Regions from separate parts of the Ovis aries genome. Here region 1 is linked to region 2. A link is a contact called in public Hi-C data. All regions are on one chromosome and are shown on one strand. Each heading gives the region's core, a stretch centred on a gene start, on an enhancer-like site or on the middle of the called end of the contact. The rest is flanking DNA. Distances are from core to core; before and after follow the strand shown. Region 1 has its middle 32 kb from the start of TRNAE-UUC. Region 2 has its middle 8.1 kb from the start of TRAF1.

What was found. A called contact is a pair of places that touch in the nucleus more often than the background predicts.
Region 1: a Hi-C map of liver shows a contact between it and region 2, with 4 times the contacts expected there. The contact joins two enhancer-like sites. A contact is called at or near these places in 4 of 16 Hi-C or Micro-C datasets (blood, liver, muscle and 1 more).

What each region holds. Positions count from the first base shown.
Region 1 is chr2:2,795,537-2,799,391 of ARS-UI_Ramb_v3.0, forward strand. No RefSeq gene overlaps it. Among named protein-coding and RNA genes, the nearest start is that of TRNAE-UUC, 32 kb to the right of the region's middle. Within about 2 kb of position 1,650, at least 12 of the 54 cell types and tissues checked have an H3K27ac peak or open chromatin away from gene starts, as enhancers often do. A contact at or near this core is called in liver, where this site is marked.
Region 2 is chr2:2,616,976-2,621,050 of ARS-UI_Ramb_v3.0, forward strand. No RefSeq gene overlaps it. Among named protein-coding and RNA genes, the nearest start is that of TRAF1, 8.1 kb to the right of the region's middle. Within about 2 kb of position 1,831, at least 10 of the 54 cell types and tissues checked have an H3K27ac peak or open chromatin away from gene starts, as enhancers often do. A contact at or near this core is called in liver, where this site is marked.

The DNA of each region.
Region 1 (3,855 bases), core at 400-2,899, 180 kb after region 2:
CGCCTGTCCTCGGGCCAGCCTGGAGGGTCCCATTTGCCATCTCCGCCTGTCCTCGGGCCAGCCTGGAGGGCCCCGTTGGCCTCCCACTGTGGTTAGTCTGCTGGCCACCATCTGCCCACTGGGCCTGACTCGGTGTTTTGTCCCCGAGTCCTCAGCTGTGCAGCTCGTTTGGTGACTCATCGCGCAGAACCTTTTGCAGTTGGCAAGCCATTCGCTTTTACCCGTGATCTGTGCACTCAAGAATTTAGGCGACTGCTTTGGCTCTCCAGCAGCAGTTTAAGATTGAGTTCTTACGTGATGCTCAGTAACTTCATGCATCACCTTAGGGGCTGTGTGTTATGGAGGAAAGAGAGCTGGAAGATGTAGGAGCGCTGGAGCAAAGGGAACGAGCAGCTACACACGGCCCTCCCCTTTCAGGCTTCCCTCTTCTGCCGTGTTCTTTTCCGTTTATTACTAACGTGCAGTTGGTTTACAGTGTTGATTCCTGCCGTGCAGGAAGGTGATGCAGTTACGCATTTCTCCATATTCACTTCCATTACAGTTTATCCCAGGATGTTGACTATAGTTTCCTGTGCTCTCAATAAGACCTTGTTGCGTGTCTCCTCTATATATAATGCTTGGCATCTACTCACCCCAAACCCCCGATTCATCCTTCTCCCGCCCCCTCCCCCTGGCAGCCGTCAGTCTGTTCTCTTTACGAGTCTCTTTCTGTCTCGTACATAAGTTCGTTTGCATCGTATCTTAGGTTTGCCGTTTAAGTGATATCAGAGCTGCTTGTCTTTCCCTCTGACTTCACTCTAGCCCACTCACGCTGCTGCAGATGCTAACATTCTGGCTGCGCTCTTGTGTATGGCTCTGCAGCCGTCCTCCGCAGCCTCATCCTTCCTCCATCAGTGGACAGTGGGCTATTGTCAGTAGTGCTGCTGTGAACGTAGGCTGCGTGGTTCTGCCATATTCTGTAACATCTAAAGTACTCTGAGTACAGCCGAGCAGGACGTTTGATGATCACTCTGGTGAGACGTGGGGAGTCCTTGCCAGTGATGCTCCTCTCCTTTGCCTTTTAACCACGCGTTCTTTTCTCTGTGGCAAAGCTCATCCAACAACAGAAACTTTTCGAGAAAATTACTCAGACTCCTTTATCATAATGACCTTTATTCTTCTAGTCCTTACGCATATGTGTGTAGATTTATGTAATTACAAGTCCTCCTTTCGTATTGTACTGTCAGAATTGTGCTCTAAGTCTTTGCAGTTACCGTAATACTTTGTAATATTCCTTTATTACATACAATTTGCTAAACCATTCCTGTTTGGGTGGATAATTAGGTGGTTTCCAGTTTTGCTTTTTAGACAGTTCTACAGAGAATTTCTTTGTGCATGATTTCCTTAGAACAGGTTCCTAATAGATGACTTATTGGTAAAAGCAAAGGAAACTTTTTTTTTTTATTGTTGTTGTTATAGACATGGAAGAGAGCATAAAACACACCATTTATTGAGTCATTATAGAGGGAACAGCTGTATAACCACTCTCCAAGCAAGAAAGAGCATTTCTGGTTCCCCAGAAACCTCTTCTGTTTCCAGGAAGTAACACTGCCATGGCTTTGGCTTCACGCCTGTCGTACGCTTTCCACATGGGTTAGCGGTGTTGCCAGCTCGCCGGGTTCAGTATACATGTTTCAACACAGCGTCGTCAGTGCTGAGTAGTTACTTTAAACTTTGGCCAATTCAGTAGGTATAGAGAAGGTATCTCAAGGTGGCGTTAGTTTTGTCGTTTCTTTAACGTGGAGATAAGTCTTCATTGAATTTTGTACAATACTGCTTCTGTTGTTTATGTTCTGCTGTTTTGACCATGAGGCATGTGGGGTCTTAGCTCATCGACCAGGGCCCAAACCCACACCTGCTGCATTGAGAGGCAGAGTCTTAGCCGCTGGACCCCCAGGAAAGCCCCCAGATATTTTTATGTGTGCTTATTTGTATTTCTTCTGAATTCTGTTTTTCTCTTTTACCCATCTTTTTTTTTTTTTTTACATTTTCAAAAACTTGGGAAACATTGAGATGAGTGATAGTCACAGAAAAAATTTCACTGATCTAGGCATCACTAATTTAGAAGTATGAATTCAACCCAAGACATGCATTGAAATTTTCTGTCCATAAAAAGGATTGATGTCGAGTGAACCTTTCAACAATCACTGTTTATATCCCAGTCATTAACATCCAGTGAACCAGTGAAGTTGCTCAGTCGTGTCCGACTCTCTGCGATCCCTTGGACGGTAGCCTACCAGGCTCCTCCATCCATGGGATTTTCCAGGCAAGAGCGCTGGAGTGGGTTTTTTTTTAACACGCTCTGTCACAAACTGCACAGCCTGTCAAAGCAGGAGTCCCAGTACTTCAGAAGAGGGCCGGCCATCAACCTGTCATCAGTACAGGACACATAGAAATGTCTTTTTTTGAACACGCCGTATGGCTCGTGGGAACTCAGCTCCCCGACTAGGGGTTGAACCTGGGCCCTCGGCATTGTGAGTGTGCTCTTACCCACTGGGCCAGCAGGGGAGGCCTAGCACTGACTTTTTAATTTAAACTTTTCCTATTGAAGATGTGTAACAGGTGGTTAATAGTATTTATAGGACAGTGTGGGCAATCATGAATCAAAAAAATGTCTCCCCAAATTAATGTGTTGAAATTTACAACAAGGAGCTAATGCAGAAGGCAACCAAGTGCAGACTCTAAGGACATAGTTGGCCTCGAGTTTCACTCGGTAGTGCAGAGCCAGGGAGCGGTTGTCAGGCACGCTGTTTCATTTCAGGCCTCTGTGAGTTCAGAGAGGAAAATTTCCATCTGCGAGGTTTTGCAGGAGAGCAAACAGTCCTGAGTTTTGCTAGTTCAGCAGATTTAGCCATGTGAGGTGACGAGCTGGTTGATCATTCAAGCTTTAAGGGCACAAAGCTTGAACTCTGTCTCTCTCTTTTTTTCTGGCTGTGCTGCTCGGCTTGTGGGATCTTAGTTCCCCAACCAGGGATTGAACATGGGCCACTGCAGTGAAAGCTCCAAGTCCTAACCACTGGACTGCCAGGGAATTCCTGCTTGAACTCTGAGAGGAAACTAGAAAAATAAAGAACACTTAGAAGAATATTGTGCCAACCTCAGCTGAAAAGACAAGGCGTTGTCTTCTCAGTTTCTCTTTTTCTCCACCATAAGACTATGTCTTGCCAAGAGGAGCAGTGTCTCACTCTTCTCTGCGCCCATATGGCCTAGAACTGGCATAAACTCAGGAGGGGCTGGATGGACGCATGGGTGAATGGGCCCGGGATTGGTCTACATTGATTCCGTGTTCCCGACATGTGTGATATCCTTCCAGCACATTCGTATTACCTGGGAACTTGGTAGAAATGCAGATTTGGGGGCCGCACTGCAGACTAATGAATCAGAAACTCTGAGGCTGGAGTTGGGCAGGTGGTTCCCAGGCCTGCAAAGGTTGAGTACCATGGCTGTTCTCTCTCATCTGGCCCCGTCCTGCCACCTAGTGGAATTCTTGAGAATAGCATCTGGTGATGAGTAGGACAGAATTCTGTTGCTGTTGAATAAAATTGAATTAGACTTCCTGGTGGCTCAGACGGTGAAGAATCTGCCTGCAATGCAGGAGACCTGGGTTCAATCCCTGGGCTGGGAAGATCCCCTGCAGAAGGGAATGGCTACCCACTCCAGTATTCTTGCCTGGAGAATTCCGAGGATAGAGGGGCCTGGTGGGTTATATTCCATGGGGTTGCAAAGAGTCGGACACACCTGAGTGACTGACATAGCAAGGACTTTCTTACGCTTAAAGTTACAGCCACTCTGAGTTCTAAAACTAGAATTGCCTTC
Region 2 (4,075 bases), core at 581-3,080:
AACTCCTGTGGTCCCTTCAGTCACTCAACAAACTCTGTTTATAAATCAGTCCCATACAAAAGCAAAATCCAAACTTGATTTAAAGTCCTGTCTTTTCTCCCAGTGAGGGCTTGCTGCAGCTGGGACCACTATAGCTGGGAAAGAGGGCATGGACCACTGCTTCCCTTTCTCCAGACTGCCCTCCCCACTTTGCGAGCTGACCTCTGACCTCTCCAGGGCTAAGGTCGGCAGCGAGAGGAGGAGAGTGAGGGAGCAGGAGGAGCGTCCTGGACAGTCCTGTGGGGAGGCGGCTCTCTCTGGCTGCGTGGCAGCGAGCCAGTGCCTGTCACCGGGGCCCACGGTGTCACCCGTGGCTCAGTAGTTGCAGCGCACGGGTTTAGCTGACCTGCAACATGAGGGATCTTAGTTCCCTGACCAGGGACAGAACCCGGGTTCTTAACCCCCGGACCACCAGGGAAGGCCCTGTCTTAAGCTGGCATTAAAGCTGACTTTCATGTGGGCACATCCAAGCTCTGAGGACCTCTCACCCTTACATGAGTACCGCACGATCCTCTATCCCACGGGTCAGCCCCTCTGAAGCCCTAAGAATCAATGGTGCCTGTCCCCCGCTGGACAGACCGGAGAGGCCTTCGCGTCAGTCCTTCGGTGCCTGCCCCTTGCCTAGTGGGTGGGAGTGGCACCCTGTGCATAAACCAGCTTCGGGAGTTCAGGCTGACCTTGTCTTGCTGGTCTGAGATGACACCCATCTCTCATCTCCTCAGTGTCTCTGGCGGCTGTCAGGTGAGTCCATGTGCCCCCCCATCTCAAACCGCTGCAGACACGTCTTACACTCTACAAGTAGGCTGCATAAAGTTCTCTTCTCTCGACTTGAGAAGCAACTCTCTCCAGCACATTCAGTCTTCATCCAACCCTAATCTGCTAATGAAAGGACAGGAGGTCTCAGGGGTCTTTCTATGGGCCTCCCAGATGGCGCTAGTGGTAAAGAACCCACCTGCCAACGCATGAGACGATCGCTGGGTTGGGAAGGTCCTCTGGAGAAAGGCATGGCAACTGACTCCAGGATTCATACCTGAAGAATCCCACGGACAGAGGAGCCTGGCGGACTGCAGTCCATGGGGTTGCAGAGTCAGAAGTGATGAGAGAATAAAGAATCTCAGGGCTGTTTCTACAGCACCCGGCCTCCAGGCGGGGTGCCCCACAGCACACATGCCCGTGTGCCCAAACAGGGGGTCAAAGGTGAGTCCAACACTTTCCCACGGTCTCAGATGGTCAGGAGGGCTACTGCAGGCATCCGTTAGCACAAGGCAAGATGGTTCCCACTGGGCACAGTGGAGAAGGCTCCATAAAGAAGGCAGCTTCTTAGCTGGCTCTTAAAGAATGGCTGAAATCGGGACAGGCCAAAATGCAGTCTTAGTAACGAGAGCAAATGCCGAGCAGGGAAACGCAAGGGAGAGTGCACAGAGACCCCTGGGCGGCTTCCTTCAGTGCAACACACAGAGGATAAGGCCCAACCGGACCAAAGACGAACAAAACCAGGGGGCTGGATTTTTTCCTGCCGGAAGTGAGGAGTTTTGGAAGATTTGGAAAGGGCAGCAGGATGGAGGGTTGGGAAGGGCAGTGACTAATTCTTGGTAAAATGTGTTCTTCATTTCCTTGAGTCATTAACTAGGGCCCCATTAAGAAGAAAAACAAAACAAAAACCTTCCAGGACCTGCTTTCTTTTCCAGGAAAACCCTTACCCTTTGGAACCTCTCACAAGTTTAGTTTATAAAGACATCCAATCCTGTTTTCCCTGTTAGCTAAGAGGCCTTGGCCCAGCTGCCAGGACCCTCCTCCAAGCCCTGGAATTCTCAGCCTGAAGCCTGATGAGGCTGGTCAACCCATCTCCCTAGGGTGCCCAACAGTGCCCTCTGGAAGGGGCTGAGGAGAAGGGCCACGGAAACCTTGCCTTGATGAGCCCAGCCACAAAGGCCCCGCCTTGGGCCCTTGGGAGCCAAATGGGAAAAATCCAGAAGGCTGCACAGCCAAAAAAAACAGCGGGTTTGGATGCAATCCCAGCTCTCCCCTTCGTTTCTGATCTTGAGACCTCACTCAGCTCTATGTCTTCATCTGTAAAATGGAAACAACACCACCTACCTCACAAGGTTGCTGGGAAGATTAAACGAGAGGTTGTTAGCACAGCTAGGCACAGCAGATTCTCAACAAGTCTGCCCCCTCCTCCTTCCCCCAGCGTCTCTCTGTGGCTCGGTTTCCTCTCCTACCAAACATGGTGGGGATTCAAGGAGGAAGCTGGATCTGAACAGGTTCCCAACCTCTGCCATCTGCTCCACATACAGGCCCCGGGGAGAGCGGAGGGCCTTTCTCTGCCGTGTCTGAGCTCTGGGAGCTCTTTCTTGTATTATTTTCCAAAAAAGAAAAAAGAAAAGATCACAAACCACTTAGTAGTAGCACACCCTGGCACGTGCTTGGAATGAGTCCACAGCCCCCCCCCCAGCACCTCTCCCCAAGACTACCACCTGACTCAGTGTCCCCATCTGGACAGCAGTTGTGACTGGACAGGTACCCACTCTGGAACTGCCCACTAGGTTGGGAAGACGGTTTCCAGCAGAGGGCGCTCTCAGTGTGACCTCCTGGCCGGGGCCCTGGGGAGAGGCACCCAGCCAAGGAAAATTCTAGTGGAAAAATCGAAGAAAGGATTCCAGGTTTATGAGTCCCAGACTTTGAAAAACAGAACTGCTGAGTTGTCTCCTGAGTTAGGGGAAAAGAACACCACAGTCGCCTCAAGATGTCCAGGAAACAATTTGTGAAGGCTTTGGGCAAAGCTGGGGGACTGGGGAGGCCTGGTTTGGGAGGTGGGAGACGTGGGGTGGGCATGTGCCTCTGGGAGCACGCCGAGAGTGGTGAGGTCTTCCTGGGCAGTTCTGCGGCTGGGTCCCCTGTGCTTCCATCCATGTGCACTTGCATGCCTGTAGGCAATCCCACAGGTATTTGCTGAGCACCTTGTATAGTCTGTTGGGTGATGAGGGTGCAACAGCGAATAGAACACAGCCCCTGAACTCAGAGCTGAGTTGACGGGGAGGTGCGGAGCAGCCGGCTTTCCAGTTCAGTCGCAGGCTTCCCTGATGGCTCGGCAGGTAAAGAACCCACCTGCAGTGCAGGAGACCCAGAAGACGTGGGCTTCAGTCCCTGGGTCAGAAGATCCCCTGGAGAAGGAAGTGGCGGCCCACTCCGGCGTTCTTGCTGGAGAGTCCCATGGCGGAGAGTTGCACGCCGCTGAGCGTGCAGACGCCCCGGAGGTGAGTGGGCAGCCAACACCAGCTCTGTGGCCGGGCAGCCCCCAGCGACGTGGCCCTGGAGACCGCTGACGCTCAGTCTCCTTAGCTGGAAAGTGGACGTCCTAGGAGGCAGCAAGCATGTGCAAACGTTGGGTGACTCCTGTCGGTCGTGCCCAAGGTCTGCACCTGGATAAGCACCCACGGTGTGTGCAGCCCAGTGAGCTTTGTGCAGGGCGTTCGCTCCCCTGCTTAGGCCGTGTGTGTGATGTGCCAGGCTCTACCAGAGGTTGCATATCGTGGCCCTCAGATACAGTTTGTGAGGATGCTCATTTGGTTAGGGTTTGGCTTTTGGGAGCGTTCTAAATTTAAGCTATTACACGTAAAAATCCAGATTTACAATTTCTCTAGAAACCTTGGAAGACCTGGCCATCCTGCAAGCATCTGCGTGTGTGTGCCTGTACGCCACGGTTCTGCTTCAGAGATGTGTCCTTTCCAGGAGCACCCTCCCCCTGGCCAACCTCCAGGCCTGTCCTTGGAGGGACTCCAGGGTGGCTTGGGAGCGCTCGTGTGCAGACACGTTCTCTGTGAACAGAGAGGCAGGACCCTGTGAGAGTTGGTGCCAGGCCCTGGCCTCCCCAGGCAGCTCCAGTTTCAGTAATCAGAGGGGCTAGAGAGGCCTTGGGGCACCCCCCTACACACACAGCCCTCTGTCTGTATAGCTGGATGCTGGTTACAGAAGAGAGCAACCAAGGATGGGAGCCAGACAGACTAGCTTTTCTTGTGTATTATTTGATTTTGCA